3 separate regions of the Hordeum vulgare genome follow, and all the other regions are linked to region 3. The links are chromatin contacts, called in public Hi-C maps. All regions are on one chromosome and are shown on one strand. The core of a region is the stretch at or near the end of the contact, and the rest is flanking DNA. Distances in the headings are between cores, read along the strand shown. Region 1 holds the start of LOC123411800 (traB domain-containing protein). Region 2 holds the start of LOC123412168 (probable protein NAP1). Region 3 holds the start of LOC123407244 (hydroxymethylglutaryl-CoA synthase).

Region 1 (2,700 bases), core at 192-2,691, 950 kb after region 3:
ATTGCTGCAACAATATGACTAGTATTTGTGTTACCTTGTTCTACTCTCGTCTATTGCTGCAAGACCGTTGAAGATGCTAGTCTTTGTTAGGACTAGGCCTTCTCTCTCTATTGTCGCATTGCTCATGCATATAACCCCCTTTCCTTGATACTGATGCATACTTAGCATAGTTCTTATGTTTGTCGTGCGAGTACTTTGGATGAGTACTCACCGTTGCTTTGCTCCCCTTTCCCCCTTGATCCGTGGCTGCGACCAAATAATGGAGCCTAGGAGATGGAGTATCCTGTCGATGACGACCGCTACCCCGACGGTGCCTACTACTACGTAGAGGCCGCTGAAGACCAAGAGTAGTTAGGAGGCTCCCAAGCAGGAGGCCTTCGCCTCGTTCTATCGTTGTATCTTTTGTGCTAGCCTTCTCTAAGGCACCTCATGTTTAATGTTTGTACTCAGATATTTGTTGCTTCCGCTGACTCGTGTGTTTATCGAGCTTCTATATTCTAGCCCTCGAGACCCCTGGCTTGTAATAGGAAGCTTGTATGTTTTATATGTGTCTAAGAGTTGTGTTATGATATCTTTTCGTGAGTCCTTGAGCTTGGTTGTACGCATTTGCGTGTTTGGTTAGCGTACGATCAAACCGAGGACGTCACATTCACTCGCCGAATGTCCGGGCCATGGGCCGGATGTCCGGCCGCTGTAGGCTTCGCGGGCCTCCATTTGATGATCTTCATCGTCCCTCTTCGTGGGTCTTGGCCATCACTCCGAGTGTCTCACAGGTCACCTTCATGGTACCTAAGCATTCATAGTGTTTTCGCTTGAGGTAGCGTCCATGTCTCGAGTGAATTGAAATGAGAGGGATTTAGAAACGGGTTCACTTTATGTTCAATGACACTTGGGTTTGGGAAGTAGTGGGAGTGTACATGAGGATGACCGTAAGATGCTTCGCATCACACACTCAACTTAGCCAAATTAGGGATACAATCTACCAAACCTTGTGACGTCTATACAACGCCTTTTGCGGCATGTAAGCCGAGCGACGCTCACACGCTATTTTTGTCGGCCGGATCAGCAAGCAAAATGAGCGTTGCTCACTCCCCCTTGCTCGGTTTTCACGGTCGACTATGGCCGGTTGATCACTGACGGATTGACCAGCTGACTATTGACTTAAAAAAACATGAATCTAATTTTTTTTCATAAAAATTGAAAGTAGTTCACATTGTCAAAAAAAGTTCACAATTATTAAAAAAATTTGAAATTTTAGAAGAAGTTTCGTAGAGTGAAAAAAAATCGTAAATTTGATAGGAGAGGTTTGGGCCAGATCCTATTCGGCGCTTAATGCGCCTCTTATTGTTTTCTGCAATTAGCCCAGTGCACGGCGCAATGTGTCACAAAAATCTTGCGGAAAATCCGAGATCGGCGTAACGCGACTAGGCTAGTGGCACCGAGCCCATCTACGCCATCCGTCTGCGGGGGCACCACAAACCAGAAGAAGAAATGGCAGCGGGCCCCACGCCATCCACCGCCGCGTCCTTCCGGCCGCCCCTGCCGCCTCCGCCGCCGTGCTTCGACTACCGGTCCGCGTCACTCGCCGACACGCGTGCCACCACAGCCGCTTCGAACCCCGCGCTGGCTGAGTTGGTCGAGTCCGGCGCACTGGTGCGCATCCCGCGGCGGCGGTTCGGGCCGGTGCCGGCGTGGCGGCCGCCGGACTTCGCTGAGCCCGACGAGGTGTGGATCCTCGGGACCTCGCACCTCTCCGCGGAGTCCGCCGATGAGGTCGAGCGCGTGCTCCGCGCCATCCGCCCCGACAACGTCGTCGTCGAACTCTGCCGGAGCAGGCATGATCCAGCATCCCGATCGACCGATCACATATCATCACCGTTTCTCTCTTGGAAATCTGAGCGGTGCCTTTGCAGTGCCCTTACTACAGAGCCGGGATCATGTACGCTTCCGACGCCGCCTCCGGCGAGCCGCTGTTGAAATCCAACATGTTCTCGCTCGGTGGCACCAAGTTCTTCGGAGCCGTCAACCGGAGCATCAACCTGGGTATGTAGTACTGTATGTACTACCTGAGATTCGTCGAACAAATGGAACGCTGTTGATTTCATTGCCATCTTTTCGGGACGGTGCAGGTGGACAGAGTGCTCTTGCTCTGCGTTTGCTCCTAGCTGTGTTTTCGTCCAAGATTTCTTCTGGCGCGAACAGGCCGTTTGGGGAGGAGGTACTCTGTTTGGCCATGTCAATATTTCACATAATGTTAATTTGTTATGGAACGAGTCAGCACCTCAAATTGTTTTGTTACTAATGTAAATATGTAATGCTCCTGCAGTTCCGAGCAGCTAGGAGGGTGTCTGAAGATATTGGTGCTCAGCTCGTTCTTGGGGATCGCCCCATTGAAATAACTGTATGTGGACATCTGCAATTAAGCAAGCTGATCATTTTTTTTTTTTTTTTGAAACGAGGCAAAAGACTTCCATTTTCATTGAATAAGGAGAAGAGTGTGTTCACAACAGCGCACATCCGCAAAAGCAAGCTGATCATATGCTAGTTATATGTGTGTCACTGATGGTGTCACATTTTGTTCTTGTAGCTTGAACGAGCTTTGAAATCCCTCAGCTGGGATGAAAAGACGAAACTCATAATCTCATTATTCCGTGGAATCACTTCAACAACCGATATGCCGGTAAGTGCTACCTACTCGTG
Region 2 (2,960 bases), core at 22-2,521, 580 kb before region 3:
TGTATTGATTGAAGGTCAACGGGATTTAGGGGCAACCAACATAATTATGGTATCAAAAAATACTCTAGTGGAGCATTGGTCTCATCTCTGACCAATACATTGGAAAATAATGACTTAAGGAGGTTGAAACTATAGGCCTATGTCAATGTAATTCCATTTTTACAAATCCCAACGAGGATGCTCAATTACAGGGGTGCAGAATACAATTATGAAGCCCTATGTCAATGTAATTCCATTTTTACAAGTCGGGGGCTGCCTTAGGTCATATATATTCAAAATTTATCCTACCAGATGGCAGCACTTAATTGATAGTCAACAGAACAGAACAAAACTTGTTTATCCTGCCTGATACAATTAATTGTTAATCTCGGTAGTTGGCACATACCATGATCCATCGCTCTAGGTTTTGCATGTAACCTTCCGCGTTTTCATTCAAAGCATCAAGAGCAAACTTGTCTACCTGAAAGGCATAGTACCATAAGATTAAGCAAATTCCAGGTTGAGAGGATTTTATTTTATTTTTTGAATGAAAGGGGTTCCCAAAGGTTGAGAGGATACATCCGTATGGTCGAGACACTTGCCTTTTCAAGCTGCAGCTTGTTGGGATGCTCAGGAAATTTCTTGGACAAGGTGATGCAAATTTTGGGAAAATTCGGCATAACACCAGCTTTCCAAAATGCCTCTGAGAAGGTGTGCGTGTTTGGATCTGGATAGTCCAGGATGCTGTTGAGCCTGTACATCTTGGCCAGCAGCCCTTCCGCGACCTTGGAGAGCTGAACCACTGGCTCCATCTGAAGGTGCCTATGGCCACTCGCGGAGGCTTGAGGCCCGTCGACGCCCATGGTCCTCCAGCTTGCCGACGCCGAGGGAGATGACTCGTCGGCGGTCAGGTACTCCGACCACCGGGGCACGCTGTCCACTTCCTTGGATTTGAACGAAACGTGCGCCATCTCCTGATGGAGAGCAATTGCCGGTCCGCCGCGCCTGCCACTGGCCCTTTGTCCTCCGCTTCACCGGCCGGCACCGAGCTTTCTGCCGAACTGGCTCCGATTACCAAAACCTTCTCACGAATTATGCATTTCCTTGGAAGAGCAAGCGAGCAAGCTCACCTAGCAGACGCACGCCTGTAAGGAGGCCGGTGGCTTGCTCAGTGGAGCGGAGATCTCGCCGCCATTGCGAAGAAGCAGCTCCGTCGCTCTCGGATGGCTCTCCTCTGCTTCTCCTGAAGAGGGGGAGCAGTACGAGCAGTACAGCGACCTTACCCTTCTTTTACCTTTTTTTTATGCTTCGTCTTTACTCCTACGCATGACTGGGAGGACCGTGGGCCCGAAGTTCGTAACTGCGTTTGGTGAGCGGGCAGGGGGCGTGACAAGGCCTGGATCTCAACTGAATTTTAACCTCGCCGTCCACAAACCCCAAACCCTCACTCGCAAAATTTGGTGTTTTGACCCTTTGACCAAGGTTTATTCTGATCCTGGTTAAAAAAAAGAATTTGACCCTTTTTCCTACTGCCTAGGCGGTTGGCGCTATGGTTGCATAGCCTACCATTGAGGACAATGATGATAGATAACTCATCCGCGTCAGCAGCAACAAAAGCGATGCGTGCTTTTCGCCCCACTCTACCGTCGGGCTTCACGGTGATAGGCTGTCTTACCCTATCATCGGAGACCCTGACGGTTGGCTCTGAATTGTTATAAGCTGCACGGGGCGGTTCGCCCACTCCATCTTCTTCAACCCCGCGCCTCAAAAATATAGAGGAAGTTCCTCTTCCTCCTCTCTCAACCCCTCCACTCCTCATTTCGGATCTCTTCGTTTTTCATCTTTTTTGTAGATCGAGATGGCTCCAAAATGGGAGAAATAAGCTCTTTCAATCCCTTCATTTCGTTTTAATCAAAAAACTTTCGATTTGATGCATTATTTGGTACGAATGAACCCTATTTCCTCTAGTAGGTCAAAAGGTGGTGATCCTAGGTTTGTTTGGTTTGATTCTATATGATATATGTGGTTGAATATGAACCCTAGTAACTAGTTGGAGGGATTCTATCTAGTTTGAAGATGAACCCTAGTTCATGTTAAAAAGAAATGAATGAATGGTCATATGATGGATGTTGGAGGAATTCTAACTAGTTGGAGGGATTCTAACTAGTTGGATAAATATGATGGATATTGTCAAATGGATCATATGCATATAGTACAATGTTGAATATGATGGATTTTGGTAAATTATGCATATGCATATTTCAATTTTATTAACAAATGTTAAATATATATTTTTGTACAAATTTACAAATGTTAAATAAATGAATGATGTTGGTTGAATATGATTCATTTGCATTGATCATATTTATTGGATGAATATGATATGAATGTAGGTTGTATGTGATAATTGATGAAAATGATATGATGCATGTCCGTTGAATATGATATGATGCATGTTCATTGAATATGACATGATTCATTTGCAATTGTTTTAGGAGGCCCCACCTTGCGGAAAACATCGGCACTAAGTAAACATTGCTTGACCCTGGATTCGATAAGGGTCATCACGCCCCATCGAGAATGGAGTGGTAATAACTATGATCAATTTTTTGAACAAAAACATTGGATTTGTTAAAATAAATTACTAATTATTTTGCGTCTATATTTTGACAGATGCTCCCGCATGGCGGATGAGGGGTCACACGAAGGCCCTTCAGATGTAGTACGACAAGCGCTATACTTTGTACTCCGAGAGAGCCTGATTGTTGGATTTCGTGCTGCAATTCAAGCATGTGTCGTCGACACTCGTCCACTCAGCTCTCACAGCTTTGGTGGACTGGTGGCCGCCCTAGACGCACGCTTTTCCATCTCCCATGTGGTGAGATGACGGTGACCCTCGAGGAATTCGGCGTGATCACGGACCTACTGATCCAGGGCCATGCTCTCGCTAGGCGAGTGGAGAGGAACAACTGACGGGAGAG
Region 3 (2,930 bases), core at 34-2,533:
TATGAGGCGGCCGCAGCTAGCCAACTTCCGTCAATGGTGGACTCCGCGCTTGCCGCTGCCGTCGCTCACAGCATCGCGCGTCTACGACCCTTGCAACTTGCAGCAGACGAGCGACCACGGCGAGCTATGATTGTGCGCAGCCCCGGCGAGCGGCAACGACCATCGGCCCCGGCGAACGGTGCCCATCCCCGACGAGGATGCCATTAACCCGGTCCCGCGCGCACAGCCACCTCTTTTCCTAGCTTCGACGGACGAGCTGCATAACTGCGACGGCGAGGCACACCCACGATATAGGATGCTGGAACTAACATCGATTTTTGCTACATGCTTCAACCGGCATCACAATTTGCTACAACCGGCATCGCTATTTGCTGCAACTAGTGTTGCATTTTGCTACATCGCACATGGCTTTGCGATTTTTGCTACAACCGACAATGAAAAAAGCTACATCCGGTGACATGATTTGCTGCAACGGCCACGACGAAGTTTTTGGTGGCAACGGTGACGTTGTGATTTTTGCTGCAACCTTGTCGGTCCTTCGTTGTAGCTTTTTTCATCAACGGTTGTAGCATTTTATGTCAACGGTTGCAACATTCTGTCATGACAATGACCGCTTGCAGCTTCTTATATGTCTGGTTGCAACTTTTTTCATCAACGGTTGTAGCATTTTATGTCAACGGTTGCAGCATTCCGCCATGGCACGCTTGCAGCTTTTCATATGCGTGGTTATAGCAATTCGGCATGTCGGTGGTAGCATCATGGGTCGCCGGTTACAGCACATCGTCGGTCGACGGGACCATGTCTTTAGCATAGAAGTATCACTTAGTTCGCGTGTAGTATGATTCCAGCATATGCCGCAGCGGGTCACAGCTTCACGAGTGAACGGTTTGAGCAAGCAGTCCCCGAGCTTCGGTAGGGAGAGAGGAGAGAGGAGGTGTACACTCGCTGAAGGAGACGAGAAGAGGGGTGGCAAGCCGACCACCAACGATGTGGCATGATAACGGTTGCAGGGGGAAAGAAAGTGGGGAAGAAGGGGAAGGACGTGTGCGTGACGGAGGAAGAAACGAGGACCGCCAGATATGATGGGATCCAACGACGCTCGCGAGCGAATCGTTTCCCTTTAAAATACTGCCGAGCCTTTTTGTTTTTTGAGAGGTAAATACTGTCGTGCCTATATGGTCCAGGCCAGCTGGCCCAAGCAGGCCGTCGCAGCAGCCCACAAATCGGCAGGACCGGTTCAGGGATGCAGACAACGAATCTGGGAATCTCGTATATTATCCCCGACGTGCTCCGCGTCCCCGGCGCTGCCAAAGTCACACGAACTCTCTCACGTCACACACGCCTCCTCCTCCTCCTCCTCCTCCTGCGAGCCAGCCCAGCCACTGGGAGCGCCCGCGGAAGCACAGAGCGGGAGGAGGGATCGCGAGATGGACTGCAAGGATGTCGGGATCCTCGCCATGGACATGTACTTCCCTCCCACCTGCGTCCAGCAGGTGAACTTCTCCACCAGAGCTGCTGTTCCCGCCGCCCCCGCTCGATTTGTCGCCGTCGTGCCACGCTGCGTGCTGCGAACGTGGCTGATCTGTGGCTCCGAGCATCTCCGCGTCGAGATCACGGACGATTTGGTATTTTGGGCGGGGAATTGCCGCGGGGGTTTTAGCCAGGCGTGCGGGATTTCGGGTTTACGGAGTACTAGACTACTAGTTGAGATCGCCACGATGAAATTGTTTCCGGAAAATGAAACCTTGGTTCGGAGGTGCCATCTCCGTGCGGATTTGTGGATCACGGGTGGTGAAGTGATTTGTTTACTCAAGGAATATTTGAATTATTATTAGTTTCACTCTGATATACCGGCTGTCAGATGCTGCATATGCCTGGTGCTGTATTTCGTCTCCCACAGAGCGAGCATATGGTGATCTGATGTGGCTTTGGAGCGGCTGTGCCCAATTAATACATGGATAATTTGCTGTGTCGGTTCAATGCTGCTGGAGTAAGAGTTGAATGCTGATGCGTTGAAGTACTGGTTGCAGGAAGCGCTGGAGGTTCATGACGGGGCCAGCAAGGGGAAGTACACAATTGGTCTTGGGCAAGACTGCATGGCCTTCTGCAGCGAGGTAGAAGATGTCATCTCGATGAGGTATATTTTGTCACACCGGAAAATTACTCCCTTGTCCTACCTTCTTTTGCTGGGATTGAACTTCTTGATGAGTAGAATTTACTAATCAATTATATCAAATACTTATATATTTAGTGCAATACTCTATTCGGTACGTGAATGCTCAAGTTGGAAAGTTATTTCAGTTTGACAGTTGTCAAATCCCTGCTGGAAAAGTACCACATAGATCCAAAGCTAATTGGCCGCCTGGAGGTCGGTAGCGAGACAGTGATAGACAAAAGTAAATCCATCAAAACGTGGCTGATGCAAATTTTTGAGGTAAATCATGGAATTAGGATCCAACATATATTCCCTCTAACCTGAATCTTGGTGAACTCGCAGTTTCCACTTCATTTAGTTGTTTGTTAGTTCAGTTTCAGTCTCACTCAATGTTGCAATTGTTGACATTTGTCACAAATACAGGAAAGTGGTAATACTGACATTGAGGGAGTTGACTCGAGTAACGCATGTTATGGTGGGACAGCTGCCCTGTTGAACTGTGTGAATTGGGTCGAAAGTCGATGCTGGGATGGACGCTACGGCCTTGTGGTCTGCACAGATAGCGCGGTTAGTCACCCGATATCAACATCTAATTTCTGCACCAAGTCGATTCAGTTTCTCTCCCTTTTTTCTCTGTGCAGCACTCATTTTATGTCCCATATTATGTTCAGGTTTATGCAGAGGGACCAGCTCGGCCTACGGGTGGAGCTGCTGCAATTGCTATGCTTATTGGTCCAAATGCACCTATTTCTTTTGAAAGTAAATATAGAGCTTC

What was found. A called contact is a pair of places that touch in the nucleus more often than the background predicts.
Region 1: a Hi-C map of seedling shows a contact between it and region 3, with 5 times the contacts expected there. The contact joins the promoter of LOC123411800 here to the promoter of LOC123407244 in region 3. A contact is called at or near these places in 3 of 6 Hi-C or Micro-C datasets (leaf and seedling) and 1 of 1 datasets of contacts at active chromatin or transcription factors (embryo).
Region 2: a Hi-C map of leaf shows a contact between it and region 3, with 5 times the contacts expected there. The contact joins the promoter of LOC123412168 here to the promoter of LOC123407244 in region 3. A contact is called at or near these places in 3 of 6 Hi-C or Micro-C datasets (leaf and seedling) and 1 of 1 datasets of contacts at active chromatin or transcription factors (embryo).

Annotation. Positions count from the first base shown.
Region 1 is chr7H:226,796,567-226,799,266 of MorexV3_pseudomolecules_assembly, forward strand. LOC123411800 (traB domain-containing protein) reads left to right here and starts at 1,442. Exons shown (of 7, transcript XM_045104762.1): 1 at 1,442-1,835; 2 at 1,928-2,043; 3 at 2,130-2,218; 4 at 2,327-2,401; 5 at 2,588-2,680. The coding sequence starts at 1,492.
Region 2 is chr7H:225,266,277-225,269,236 of MorexV3_pseudomolecules_assembly, forward strand. LOC123412168 (probable protein NAP1) reads right to left here and starts at 1,272. Exons shown (of 24, transcript XM_045105108.1): 1 at 1,110-1,272; 2 at 582-1,032; 3 at 386-460. The coding sequence starts at 950.
Region 3 is chr7H:225,845,475-225,848,404 of MorexV3_pseudomolecules_assembly, forward strand. It overlaps LOC123407244 (hydroxymethylglutaryl-CoA synthase), which reads left to right and starts at 1,284. Exons shown (of 11, transcript XM_045100335.1): 1 at 1,284-1,493; 2 at 2,031-2,137; 3 at 2,302-2,434; 4 at 2,579-2,722; 5 at 2,827-2,930. The coding sequence starts at 1,428.